3 separate regions of the Hordeum vulgare genome follow, and regions 2 and 3 are each linked to region 1. A link is a contact called in public Hi-C data. All regions are on one chromosome and are shown on one strand. Each heading gives the region's core, a stretch centred on a gene start, on an enhancer-like site or on the middle of the called end of the contact. The rest is flanking DNA. Distances are from core to core; before and after follow the strand shown. Region 1 holds the start of LOC123409785 (leucine-rich repeat protein 1-like). Region 2 holds the start of LOC123412220. Region 3 holds the start of LOC123411537 (choline monooxygenase, chloroplastic).

Evidence for each region. Hi-C and Micro-C count contacts between places; a contact is called where the count stands out from the background.
Region 2: a Hi-C map of leaf shows a contact between it and region 1, with 2.9 times the contacts expected there. The contact joins the promoter of LOC123412220 here to the promoter of LOC123409785 in region 1. A contact is called at or near these places in 1 of 6 Hi-C or Micro-C datasets (leaf) and 1 of 1 datasets of contacts at active chromatin or transcription factors (embryo).
Region 3: a Hi-C map of leaf shows a contact between it and region 1, with 2.7 times the contacts expected there. The contact joins the promoter of LOC123411537 here to the promoter of LOC123409785 in region 1. A contact is called at or near these places in 4 of 6 Hi-C or Micro-C datasets (leaf and seedling) and 1 of 1 datasets of contacts at active chromatin or transcription factors (embryo).

The regions. Positions count from the first base shown.
Region 1 is chr7H:570,111,584-570,116,397 of MorexV3_pseudomolecules_assembly, forward strand. LOC123409785 (leucine-rich repeat protein 1-like) reads right to left here and starts at 2,500. Exons shown (of 6, transcript XM_045102656.1): 1 at 2,130-2,500; 2 at 1,664-1,735; 3 at 1,429-1,572; 4 at 1,093-1,164; 5 at 922-993; 6 at 165-662. The coding sequence starts at 2,362. The coding sequence ends at 593.
Region 2 is chr7H:569,964,049-569,968,925 of MorexV3_pseudomolecules_assembly, forward strand. LOC123412220 reads right to left here and starts at 1,846. Exons shown (of 2, transcript XM_045105162.1): 1 at 454-1,846; 2 at 1-332. The coding sequence starts at 848. The coding sequence ends at 74. LOC123412221 (a long non-coding RNA gene) reads left to right here and starts at 2,199. Exons shown (of 3, transcript XR_006613450.1): 1 at 2,199-2,241; 2 at 2,458-2,566; 3 at 2,652-2,807.
Region 3 is chr7H:569,925,666-569,930,368 of MorexV3_pseudomolecules_assembly, forward strand. It overlaps LOC123411537 (choline monooxygenase, chloroplastic), which reads right to left and starts at 3,376. Exons shown (of 10, transcript XM_045104503.1): 1 at 3,053-3,376; 2 at 2,243-2,288; 3 at 1,333-1,468; 4 at 702-776; 5 at 421-624; 6 at 223-318. The coding sequence starts at 3,314.

The DNA of each region.
Region 1 (4,814 bases), core at 1,250-3,749:
CTGATTATTCTTATTGAGAACCATCTCCTGTAGAGTTCAAGATTTAGCAGCTCCGTCCCCTGTAACGGGCTGTCCTAGCTACAATTGCCATCATAATCCAGGCAACTGCAGGAACTCATGCTTACTGATGTCACATAACATTGTGCCACTATACATATTGTACATTTCATGGATGAACAAAGTCTTCATGTTCTTTTGCACTAATGCTTGTACTTCAATCATACAAATAACATAGCAAAGATATGTGAAACATGGGATACATTCTTCATCAGCTCGGATTAACTCTAGTTCCGAACTGGCAGAGGCTATGCTAATGGACCCAAGCGGTCCACATAGCTGCGGTACTAAGCAGCTTATTACAATTTACAATACGGCAATAACTGTATCGATCAAGCAAGACTTCTCACATCCCATTTTTTCTTTCTGCGGTCTGATAACCAAACACAGACCCTACGCTCACAATACATTCTTCATCTTCTGCTGCATGTCTCGCAAGTCAGACATGTTGTAGTGCTAGGCTTCCTAGCATTTGTTGTACTACTATAATCTTTTGCCTTCCTTCCACGTGCATTATCGTGTGTGCCGGCGCTTCCTAGCATCCGAAGTCATAGGAAACCAATCCTTGCAGCTCTGGGCCATTCAGCCTGCTGTTGTTCTCGAAGCTGGAAAAGTAACAGTTATGTCTTATTAGCCATTCATCGGATGAAGCCATATCAGCTATCAACTTCTGAATGACACAGCAGTCAAAAAAAGCTTATGAATGACACGACCTCAAACACCATCACCGTAACATTTCTAGTTTATGGAATCATGAAAACTAGACCATTGTCCTTGAGGACATCAGAGTACAAATATAGAGGTGTTTAGGACTCCAGATCCACATTAGTTCCACAAAATATGCTAGTGGACTTTGAGATATACCTTCGAAGAGGGAAGCTTGAGAATGGACCATCGACGGGGATCGTCCCACATAAGTCATTGTTAGACAAATCACTGCATCTCACAACGGCTTAAAAATCAGCAACCATATGCAGAGAATCAATGGCACAAGTAAATCGGGTGTATATATGTTAAGATAAGATGCACACTCACATGACTTTCAGGTTGGAGAGTTTGGCCAGCTCCCGTGGAATTGATCCAGCAAGTTTGTTGTTGTTCAAGCGCCTATAAGAAATTGCTTTAGTATTTCCTTGGGCTAGTTTGTTCACATATGAATTTAGATAGACAAACCTACGTCCTTTTAATACATCTAATTCTTAACTATGCGAAAAGCAAATTTTTAAATTGCATTTCAGTTTATTCAGAATTATGGCATGACTGCCCAGCCAGTTTGGGTACATCACTTGGACTAGAGATGTCATCAATTAGAAATGTGATTTTTTTTTGAGAAAAGGGGGCAATTAAGTGCAATCAGAGGACAATACATACATGAATCTGAGTGAGCTGAGCTTGGAAAGTGACTTGGGGATCCTTCCGGTGAGCTTATTGGCATACAGATCCAAGCTGATCAAATTCTTCAGCTTGCCCAATTCTTTTGGGATCTCGCCGTCGAGGTTATTCCTGTACAGCTCCCTGCAAATCAAGTTCCAATCGAGAAGATCAAACCATTTTGTTCCGTTCGAATAACAGAAACGGTGGAATTCATCATCGTAAGGGCACATACAGGTACTGAAGATTCACAAGGCGGCTGAGCTCGGGGCCGATGGAGCCGGAGACGTTGGAGTTGCCTAAATCCCTGCACAAGTTTGCCACAAAGAGTGTCACGCAACACGGTCATCCAACCAACAGGATGCAATATTGTTGAACTATGTATGACAGACACCGCGTTATTGATTAGGCTTGCAAGATAATTCATTTTTTTTTAAAAAAAAAATCAGTCCTTTTGAACAGTAGTGCGATTATTCAGTTGTTGCTTAAGCTAGCAATCCCTTGAACAAGACGCAAGTGGAAGACCAAAGACCATGGATATCCTTGCCAGCACGCAAGCAAAACTATTGAAAATTGAGCAGGCAATTTGACCTAGCAGTAATTCAAATCGAGCTGGGTTTCCGGGCTAATCCGAGCAGGCGCGGGGAAACCCTGGAAGACGAAAGCTTGATTGAGCGAGAGGAGAAGGAGCTGTAGCTTACAGGCGGACGACGCGGCTGGCGCTGTCGCAGGTGACGTGGAACCAGGTGCAGGGGTTGACGAGGGTGGGATCCCAGCTCTGGAGCACGCCGTTGGGGTCCGACAGCCGCATCCGCAGCGCGTACAGCGCGTCCCCCTCCTCGTTGGACGCCCTCGCCGCGCCGGCCGCCAGGCCCAGCAGGATGGCGGCGCCGGCGAGGAGGAGGAAGGAGGAGGGCGCGCGAGGCGGCGCCATGGCGGAGAGGAGAGGAGCGGCCGGGCGCGGGGGAGAGGAGGGCGGAGTAGATCGATGGGGCTGCTGCTGCTGCTCTGCTCTGCTCTGGCGTGGGAGGAGGAGGACGGGTGGTTGTGGAAATGGGAAAGGCAGTGCCAGTGCGTGACCGAGTGGTGTGGTCAATACGGCAAAGGATGGGTACAAGTCCACGGTCAAACTTCGGACCGGGCCGAGCACGCGGAGGAATCATTTTTTTCTGCAGAGGCTCTTGACAGGGGGAGGTCGTCACTGGTGAAAGGTGAGGAGGACAAAAGAAAAGCTGGAACCAACTGATCGAAAAGATTGTACTCCTAGATGGAACTGAAAGATGCGATGCGATGCAAGCAATTCATGATCTTGATGATGAAGCTGTACACGTCAGACCTCGCTGGGAAATTCTTATACTCCGTCCGTCTCAAAATAAGTGTCTCAAGCTTAGTATAACTTTATACTAAAGTTAGTATAATTTTTTTTACATAGAGTTAGTATAAAATTAAGACATTTATTTTAGAACAAAGGGATCCATTTTATAAAAAAAATCAGACCTCGCTAGGAACTCCTTTTCTCTCTGAATACAAACCCAACAACCCTAGTTACATTTCCATGTTAAAGAAAAGAATTGTGAGTAAAAAATAATAATCTTAGTACATAATGAAAAACATAATCGGCTCACGATAGAAAATAACGCCATTGTGGAATGAAAGTCACGTACAGTTTTATTTGATTCCCTCGCATCATTTTGTTAAGCATAGTAGCTTAATAGTATGTGTGTTATCTAAAATGCCTTTCGGAGCTCGGCCTCCATGGCGGCCGGTTTTTAAAAACTTAAAATTCATCTGAATTCATATTATTACATTTCAAAAAAAATACAGATATATATGAAGGCATAACACACATGCGTGTAAATTTTTAGGACGAAATACATTAAAATGGGGGTTGTGCAGAAAAGACAAATCCATGGCTTTTCAACACTGGTACTATTTATTCAAAAATTAATGAAATTATTCTTTTTGTATAGATCGTATTTTAAGGTATTTTATTTTTAATTTTTACACATACGTACATTTCATTCTTGCATACTTGCATATATTTTATTTTTTATTTTTTTTTGAAATTGAAAAGTTCAAATTTTAAAATAATAAAGGGTTTCATGGAGGCCGAGCTCCAGAAGGACCTACTCGTGTGTTATGCTTCAACTACCTACAAAAGAAAAATAATAATAGAATGACTAAGGCTACATTATAAATGACGTAAAGGTAAAATGTACCTTGTAAACATAACCAAAAGACCATATCCAACCATGTGATATTAGAAATTTTATGTAAACTTTTCGACCCAAAAGAGGTAGAACATCAACAATCTTGAATGTTCTTTTACAAGTATGCCCTTGTCCATAGCAACTTCTTTTATGTTGTTTCGTTTTTGTCCATAGCAACTTCTTTTATGTTGTTTCGTTTTTGTCCATAGACACCATTTCGTCATGTTAAATCAGAGTCATTCAAATCCTCCCTACTACTCCCTCCATCTTAAAATAAATGTCTTAATTTTATATTAAATTTAGCAAGTTTTATTAAAGTTGAGACGTTTACTTTGGAACAGAGGGAGTATTCTCTTGAATCTTATAACCTCTTTAAATGAGGTGTCTAGTTGAAATGCATCTTCCAAATAGAAAAAAGAAAAGTGTACTTTTCGTCCCTCAACTTTGAAAACGGACAAGTCGCACCCTCAACTTCTGAAACCGGACAAGATTTGTCTTGGTTTTGACCGGTTTTGGATCCGTCTCACCCCTATTTTGACTATACCTACTCAAATTCGCGTACCTTTCTCATGTTCACGTATTGTTTTCAAATTTGGGTACTTTTTTCATATCCGTATACTTCTCTAAAATTCATGCACTTTTTCATATCCGCATACATATTCCAGGTTCACGCATTTTTTTCAAATCCACGTAATTCTGTAAAGTTCACGTAAATTTTTTCAAATTCATGTAGTAATTCTTTTAAAATTCATTTACTTTTCTCAAATTTGAGTACAATATTTTTGAGACAGTTCATGAATTTGAAAATTTATGTCAACTTGAAAAAAGTATGTGGATTTGAAAGACATGTACGCAAATTTGAAAAATAATATGCGGATTTTAAAAATTACGTGAACTTGAAATAAGTATGTGAATTTCAGAAAAAGAGCACAAATTTGACAAAACCACGTGAATTTCAAGAAAAAGGTATGTGAATTTGAAAATTATTTCATGGATTGGAAACAATACACGAATTTGAAAAAAAATATGCAAACTTGTAAAAAGTATGCGCATTTGAAACAAGCATGCGAATTCAAAAACAGTTCATGGGTATGAAAAAAGTAATTGGATTTTATAAAATGACACAAACTAGAAAAAACACGTGGATTTGAAATAAGTACACAAATTTCAAAAACT
Region 2 (4,877 bases), core at 596-3,095, 150 kb before region 1:
TCGGTCGATCAATCTGATCTCATCGGTGCACGTAGGTACGTACGTACGTACGCGTTCCGGGATCGGTTGATGATCAGCCGCCGCCGCCGTTGATGACGCCGTCGTTGCCGATGTTGAAGGACGGCTCGGGCGGCTGGAAGGGCGGCAGCGCGGTGAGCGAGGTGGAGGAGACCCGCCGGATGGAGCAGCAGCGCAGGATCCGGCGGCGCTTGTTGAAGGGGTTCTCCGGCTTGGCCAGCACGTCCTTGCTGCTGGTGGTGCCGGCGACCGCCACGTCCTGCAGGTTCGCGAACGACCGCGACTTGCCGGAGAAGAAGCTCGACAGGCCCCGCCTGCCAAATCAGGACGGCTCCGCGGATCAATCCACCGGCCGAACCGAGAAGACAATCCGCCCTTCTTGCGATTATTGCAAGAAATGGTGGATGATTAAGGGAAGTGAAGTTGGTTGATTACTTGACGGGGAGGGCGTCGTCGAGGGCGTCGAGGCTCGCGAGCCCGCCGGCGCTCTTCTTCGTCCTCCGCTGCCACGGCGGCGTCTCCCTGGCGCTCTCCGCCTCCTCCCCTTCCTCCTCGTCCCCCTCGGAGACGGGGCCAATGGAGGAGCGCTCGTTTTCGGCCTCCCTTTCCTCCTCTTCCTCCACCGTCTCCAGCACGAACAGCCCGTGGCCCTCACCGACACCGCCAAGCCGCCTCCCCTGCTGCACCTCCTCCTCGTCCTCGTCCTCCTCATGGTAGTGCACGACGTCCTTCCTCTTCCTCGCGCCGCCACCGCACATCCCGTACGGCACCGCCGGGGAAGGAGCCACTGGCGAGGGCCTCACGGCGGCCGCCGCAGCCACAAGGGACATCGCGTCCGGCCGTGAAGGGTGATGCAGCTGCTCTCATCAATGGCGCCCGCAGGCCTCGGCGCGCGGCTCAGACGCCCATGGCCTCGGCCACCATTGGAGCTGCTATTATTGCTCTCGTCGCGATGGTTGGGAGGACAGAAGGAGAGGATGGGTAGCGGCGCGGGGGCGTATATAGGGCCGGGGGAGGAGAGGAGAGGAGACGGGTGGTCAGGGACGCGTGGAGGGGGGGACGTGTCGGAAGCGGCGAGGGTGACGGGCGCGCCGGACAGCGGAGGCTGCATGCACGCCAACACGTTTTAGCTTACCCTTTGGCGTGCACTGTGCCCATGCCCCCATCCCCATATATGGCTGCCGCGGCTTTTGTTTTGGCCTAATCAAAGCTTATCGGCAACCATGGATGGGTCTTTCTCTTCTTGTATTTTCCCGCTCATCTTCGTCAACTTTTCCGGGAAATTCTCTGTCAATTTCAACAATATTAGCCGGCATCGAGCAGGGAAGTTCCTACTGAATGATTAAAAGCACATTTTTTCCAAAGAAAATATGCCTCAAATTAAGGGCAGTCCCAATGCCACTCACCGTAGCAAGTTCACGTGGGCCACTATCGTTATGTTTGCATTCGGGCCTGAAGACAAATCCTTATGCTTTAGGCCTCACCCATTTGTTTTCGTGCTTATGTAATGGTTATTTGTCACTAGTAAAAAACGGATCTTATGTTTGAATCATTAGTTTTGATTTGATTTCGGTCCGGGATTAATGTAATTATTAGTTTCGATTTCAACGGCTAGAAACGATCGGGGCACGGACATTTTTAGTCCCGGTTCATTTTGTACCTATAGCCCTGGTTTGTGATACAAATCGGGACTAAAGGTATGGTGGCAGGCGGGGTCTCCGGAGATCATTTAGTCCCTACTTGTATAACAAATCGGTTTCCGTCCCCGTCGTAACCACCATCGATCACCCGCACCGTCCCGTCGCTGCCATTACCTTGGTGATCCTCTTGTTCTTATCATTTTTATTAAAAATTTTATTTGTATGATTTAGATAGTTTTCTTACTTGTATGATTGTTTGTTATACATAGTGTCATGGTCTTGATATCCGTCTCCGTCGGCCCTTGTCCGACTTATGATTTGGATGCCGTATATTCTCTTTTATAACTATTTGTTGCATTTGGCGTTTATGACAATTATGCTCATCAAGTTGATATAGATATTTTTATCTAGGAGGTATGTGAACCGAATGGCAACCGACCCTCTTGTCGAGAAGTTAAATTTAGTTGAAAAAGAAAACGAGTATCTGAAAGAAAAATTGAAAAGAATTGAAGAAGAGAAGATGAAACTGGAGTTGTATGTCGTCGATGGTCACAAGATCAAGATGAATGCAATGCGCTTGAAGGTTAGAAAGATTAGAAAATATGTCATTAATAAAGAAGCTTGGTATCACTATGTTGTTGGATCAATTGTTACCTTAGTTGTGATCTTGATCGCATTTGTTGTTGCATTTAAATGCTTTAGCTAGGTACTCTGGTATGTTGTTTTATGAGAATAAGTGTGTATGAAATTTATGTATGAACTTGTATTAATTTGGTCTTTTCGGTCTTGTGTAATGAAGATGAACCGGCAATGGATGTATGATGACCGGTGCTCTCCCTAGTTCATTAATGGCTGTGCGGCCGAGGCAAACTAGCGAGATGGTTTTATGTGTTGTCCATGTGCTATGTGTAAGAATGATAGAACTTACTCTAAGTGAAGAGTCATTCACGTCCACCTGTTTACGTTCGGTTTCATTTTCGGCTATAATTGTAGGACCAAGCACGGAGAAAGTGGGGTTCTAATGGAAGAGAATGAAGAAGAAGAAGAGGATGATGCCAACTATCATGTGTTCTCTGAATACGATGGTACTACAATGGGGGAAGAAGCTAAAGAAGAGGCACCAGATGAGCCCGTTGATGATCTTGGTCGGGCCATTGCTAATGCAAAGAAAAACTGCGCAAGTGAAAAGAAGAAGTTGAAGTTGCAGCGCATGTTAGAGGATCACAAGAAATTGTTGTACCCAAATTGCAAAGATGGCAAGAAGAAGCTGGGTACCACACTAGAATTGTTGCAATGGAAGGCAGAGAATGGTGTATCTCACAAGGGGTTTGAAAAGTTGCTGAAAATGATAAAGAAGATGCTTCCAAAGGACAACGAATTGTCCGACAGTACGTACGAAGCCAAGAAGGCTATCTGTCCTATAGGATTAGAGGTGCAGAAGATACATGCATGCCCTAATGACTGCATCCTCTACCACGGTGAGGAGTACAAGAATTTGAATGCATATCCGACAGACGGTGTGTTGCATTCACTTTATGTGTGTGTGTGAATTCACTGTATAGGACAAAATGATATAGCAATTTTTTTCATTGCTTATTTGTGATTGCTGCCGAGCGATTTGCTGCTTGGAGTAACCATGACAGTGTGTTTTTTGCCTATGAGAGAAACAAGTTCAGATGGCATGATGCCGATCTGACTCCTTGTGAAAGTCGGTGACAAGTCCCCGACGATCGCCCGCGAGGAGTCCCCGACGATTGCCGGTGGAGTCCCCGACGATCTCCGGTGAGGAGTCCCCGATGATCGCCGAAGGAGTCCCCGACAATCGCCGGTGAGGAGTCCTCAACGATCGCCGAAGGAGTCCTCGATGATCGTCGGTGAGGATTCCCTGACGATCACCGGAGATCGAGGAGTCCCCGACGATCGCCAGAGAATGATGATAATAATATATTTGATCATATTGTTGCATTGCCATGTATTGATTGCATATCTTCGATTTTGCTTATTGAATGTATTCTAATTGTTTTATATTTGTTCTAGATTAGTTAAGCTATGGACGGTAGAGACAGAGACCATGATCAAGAGTATGTCTTGTTCGACATGATACGCTCCAGAAACGAAGAGAATGAAGAATAGATGATGGCTCACAATATCTTAACCCCTCCGGTGAGGTAATTGAGGAAGAACAATCAAGAGACGAAGGGGAACGAAACAATGATGTCAACGAAATGTTTGTTCAATTAACAAAGTCCGGTGAGGCATATACATATTTGGCCTCTGGTGACCATTAGATGTATTAATTGATTTATACACACACACACACACACACACACACACACACACACATACACACACACACACATATATATATATATATATATAAACGAATCTCTTCTTTTAGCCCTCTGAATCGACCAAATCTTCTACAAGTAGGGCAGTATGAGGCCCGGCCAAAAAGTTGCCCCATGGCATAAAGTACAACATCGACGAGATAACACCAGGTGGCGAACCGATTGCTCCCAAAAAGAATACGGATAAATTTGTACGTCAATGCAGAGTTATTGTCAGCAACCAAACCCCGATCTCTATTCAAGAATGGCATAGGCCAAATAAAGATCGAGAAGTTAATTTTATGGACGAAACAGCAAAAAATCTGCTTTGGGATATGCTCATGACACATTTCATCCTACCAGAGCATTTCTCAGATGCACAACGGGAGAAAGTCAAGAAGTTTTCTCTTAAGAAGAGGGCCACACAATTCTGCACCTGGAAGAAAAGGTTATGAGACGACTTCGACCTAAAAACAAGACTCCAGAATTCACTTGATCATACAAGAAGGTCAAAGATCACTGAGACTTATTTGTGGAGTTCAAGCAATCAGAAACAACTAAGGATTGGGCGAGTATAAATAAGCTAAATGCTCAGAAAAAAGAGTGGCACCATTCTGTGGGACCAGGTGGCTACAAGAGTGGCATGCCTAAGTGGGATGAATCTGAGCAAAAGATGATTGATGCAGGGGTCACTCCAAAAACATTGGCTTGACCCGACGGGTGCAGGAATTGGTTTTATGTGCATGGGGGAAAGTTGGACTCAAAGACAGGGGAGATTCGGGTGTAGGTAAGTCTTAAAGATGCCTCTGATGCTATACTTGCTGCAATAGAAGATGCTCGAACGGGGATGTTCGAGCCCGACAGAGAGAACGACGATCTTACACGCGCACTC
Region 3 (4,703 bases), core at 2,126-4,625, 190 kb before region 1:
AAACACAAAAGTTTGCAAGGAAATAATTCAGTATTGCAGTGGCATTGGTTCAGATATGAAGATTCATTAAAAGTAATAACTCGATAGTTTCAACACAAAAACAAAGAGATACTATTCATACTGGTTATTAAAATATTACTAGTTGACATCAAATCAACTATACCTAAAATAGAAATATTGTCAAGATAAAACTGCAGAAGGGAAGGGATTTACAAACTATACAAGTGTTTCATAGGATTGAAGCTGAAGACCGGATGCAAGGGCCCCATGTGCATATGGAACATGATATCCACCATCTAGATAGTTGTCACAAAATACCTGCATGACAAAAAAATACAATGAGCATAAAGATAAACTCAAGAGAATCTCATTGCTTCAGTAACACGTCATCAAAATATTGGACTTCAAAAAAATATGGACCTTCCAGTTACATTCGATAATATATTCTCGCCTGCAAATATGGGGTAGTGAAGTGTTAATGCCACTTCTACTCAACAGATCTGAAGCACTACCCAGCCATTCATCTCCAACCACATCATGAACAGTATCTTGAGAGGAGTCATCAAATCTGGCAAGCACAAAAGGTCCCCAGGTAGCCACCTTAATTGGTAAAAGACCGAAATCCTGTTTCCAGAAAGAAGCATAAGGTGCAATTTTGCAGGATTGAGAAGCATAGAGGCTCAAAAGGAGCTGTGGTATACATTCTTGTTAAAGTTCTTGATTCCTGATATTCTTGTAGCTTTCAGGAGGGTACCATCTAAACCATACGTCCAACCCTACAAAATTGTATAGCTAGTTAGCTACCGACTCACAAAAAATGGGACAAATAAAAAGTAATGATATGATGATGAAGTTCAGTTTCTGCACAACCTAGAAAGCACAGGCTTCACCACACTTAGTTCCCTCAATAATGAAAATTACACTAATAAACATATGAAATCCACAGATGTTCTGTTGTTTTGTTGCAATTGTTCTAGTTCAGGCAGTTCTGTAGAGATGGCAAGAAGCTGGGGGTCCAGCTAATATTAAACCAAATTTCTTTAGAATTCAACTTGAAACGTTTAATCCCCACATGGGACATATGGATGTATTCCCTCATTGTTATATTAACATTTTAAAGTATCTTTGGTTAATAACATGTGGATTCCATCCCATGAAAATTTTCAACTGAACAACTTTCGAAGAAAAGTTATGTGGCCACATTTCTTACCTCAGATGTCAATAACCTAAGTATTCAGATGATTATCCTAGAAAGTCGCAGAAAAATTATGACATGCAAGTACAGACCACAAGTATATACCATACCTACAAGGTCTTTATTAAGGAACTCACGTGATAAGGGCATTGGAAGCAAGTCTTCTGACCACTTCCACATGCGAGGAGTGAGGCATGATGACGACACACATTGTGAAAAGCTTGAAGTTTCCCATTTGCATCCCGGCATATCACAAATTCTACATTTCCTAGGCTGTTGGTTCACCTTGTTAGACAATTAAAATTAGCGACCTCCAGCATGAATTATCTTATTTTACAATAATTTGGAGTTAACCATGACTGGAAGATAATTTGGAGGTAACCATGACTGACAGTTGCAAACTTTCAAACAAGTGTTTTGCATGCAGATCCTTGTTTTGGAAAGAAAAAAATGAAAGGTCTATGGGGGACCTAAACCCACCTTACAATTTTCATTAAGAGAGGCGATTTCGTATGCATGGTGGTAGCTACACACCCTTTGGTATAAGTGTCGTTTTTTATATACGAGGTATCGGGTTTCAATGACATTGACACAAGTGCATTTGTTTTGTATATGAATGACCTTTTCTCACTTTTATTAGTCTTTTTTGTTACCTTTCGGACACAAGTGTCTTCTCGTTGTGTAGAAGGGACGTTTCTCACTTCTCTCAGTCTTTTTTTTCTTGCCTTTTTGGTATAATTGCATGTTTGCTTGCCTGGCTGGTTCAAAAACATGATATTTTCACTATAGAGTAATTTTTCATATTTCAAAATAATTTATCAAATTAATTAGAGATAAACATTGGGGGCATGTGTAGCTACCACCATGGGTAGCAAATTATTTCTGTTTTCATTAATCCAAATAATTTTGGCAAGATAAGTTGCAGATTACATGGTGGGAAGTTTTAGAAATATTATAAGAACCTTTACACTTACAAAAGGTTTGCACATCAGATACTGTAGAAAGTAGAATTGATTCAGGTAGCAGAAGCATGAAAGCTCGAATCACCTTCCTGTGAAGAAATCATTTGGGTTCTTGACTTGTCCTATGTGACCTGGAAAAGAAGCATGCAAGTCGGCACCATGTAAGCTCTCAGTAAGGACCTACAGCGATTAACTAATGAAGACAGATAAACACAAATTGTACTGAATGATCTGCCAAATCAGTAAGGTACTCCTTTCATTGATTAATATAAGTCATATAAGGTATTAATTCAATTATTATTTTTAAACAATATAGGCCATACGTGTAAACGTAAATGATGTCTCCCAGCTGTGCCCCAATTTAACTTCTTTCCCAGTTGCATTTGTTCATCACCACCCACACGGCCACACCACATATCGTCTAATATTTTTTCAAATCAGTTACGACCTATAAGAGGGCACTTGACTAATTTCTTCTCATGAATTTCTAGATTTAATCGGTTCCTTCATCTATGTGCAAATACAAGATACATCCTACATTAATCAACAACTGTGGAAGGGGACGAGGAATTCCTGTTACAAAACTACAAATATGTTAGCATTAATAGGGAATGCTTTAATCCCATACGGTGAACATGCCCATGATCCCAATAAGTTAGCCACGGGACCTGATCACCAGAGACCTGAACTATCCATTTCAAGCCAGTCTGCCGCCAGTGAACACTCAGCAGTCCTCCTGAACTCACTGTGCCCAGAAAAGTAACACATGATGCATGCAGCTCAAACTGAATCAACATCTACAATCGGTCGCCCGTTACGCAACTGTTCCTCCTGAAAACTAGAAGGAAATACTGTGCCAGGGAAGGGATCGGGGCGCAGAATCGAGTGTGCGTACCAACGGCCTGCCACCCGCGGAGGAAGACGCGGTCTAGCTCGAGACGGAGGAACCCCGGGTCGGTGTACCACCCGCTGGGCGGCGTCACCGCGGAGGCCAGCGGGACCGCCGGGTCGAACTCCGCCGCGAGCCGCCGCGCGGGCTCGCCCGACGCCGACGCCGCCGCGGCCACGCGGGACGGCGCGGCGCGGAAGGCCCTGGGCCGGGCGGCTGCGGAGGCGGAGGAGGAGGAGGACAGGGGTCGGAACTGCGCGGTCGCCATCGCCGGCCCGGGCTGGCTGCGTGCGGGTTGGGAGGAATTGGAGTGGGGGAGCAGCCGGCCGTGAGTGTCCTCCGTTTTGTCGCTGTTGAGCGGTTGCTGCTCTGCTTACGTATACGTATGAGAGCAGGAACAGAGTTTGTGAGCCCGAGTTCGGGTGAACCGTAAAATAATAATAATAAAATATATACTTAAAGAATTCTGATATTCTTTTAACAAATGTTGACAAAAGTTTGAATTGCTTGCCAAAATTTATCATGAGATTACATTCCTAATAGGCGTGGCAAAAAGAATTGGTATTTTGAAAATGCTACTTAAAAAGCATTTTGAAGCATTGAATTAAACTGTTTTTTTGCCACGCCTAGCATTTTGAAACACCGAATTTGCTTTTTTTACCATGCCTTATATGAATGTGATTTTACGATAACACTTGAAAGTTTTGTAAACGTTTGTCAAAAAATGATTTGCTTGATTTATTTTTATTTTAATGTTCACCGAGCACAAATTCATTTGAGCTCGAAGCAGAAGGACAATTTTGCAGAGTTCATTTGTGTTAGATTTTTTTTTTTTGAGAAAGAGAAATTCAACGTTTTTTATTAAGCAATCTAAATTATTCAAAAAGAAAAACTGCCCGTGCGTGGGATAAAGAAATCGGAATTGCTAAAACTCAGCTAGCTTAGAATTAATTTGGTCTCATTCACATCCTCAACCATTAGATCAAATACATCATGATTAGTGCAGAGCGACTAACCTATGCAGCGATGTGTGTCCGGCCCGTTATCCTGGTATTTTTTTTTCGTATAGTATGGCAAGCGTCCAGCAGATGGGCTATACTTTTTTTGTTGTCGGGCTAGCATTTTTTTAACGTTCGATGCTACAAGCCTTCGCACTATTCTTGTTGCTTCTTTTTTGTCCCCTTTTTTTGCAGTTGTTTGTTTTGATTGACTATGTATAATTTGTATGGTTAATTTTTAGAAAAATAATTGTTCTTTTTAGAATTTTTTGTATGAGAACTTTTTTTGCGTGTTATTGTCATTTGCTTAACTTTTTGAATCATGTCATTGTCATCTGTTGACCGTAGCTGCCAGGATCATCTTTTTTGTAACGACTTCCCTTTCCATTTTTATCTCCTAATTAATTATTGTTTCTTTTTACTTTTTACTTTTTATATTAATTAAATTAATATTTAAAGTCGGGTCGTAACTGCAAGATTTGAAATGTGACCGCAACTGCAAATATTTAAAGTCGGGTCGTAACTGTAAATATTTAAAGTCGGGTTACAACTGCAAGTATTCAAAGTCGGGTGAGAACCGCATGTATTTGAAGTCGGGCCGCAACTGCAAGTATTCAAAGTCAGGTGACAACTGCATGTATTTGAAGTCGGATCGCAAC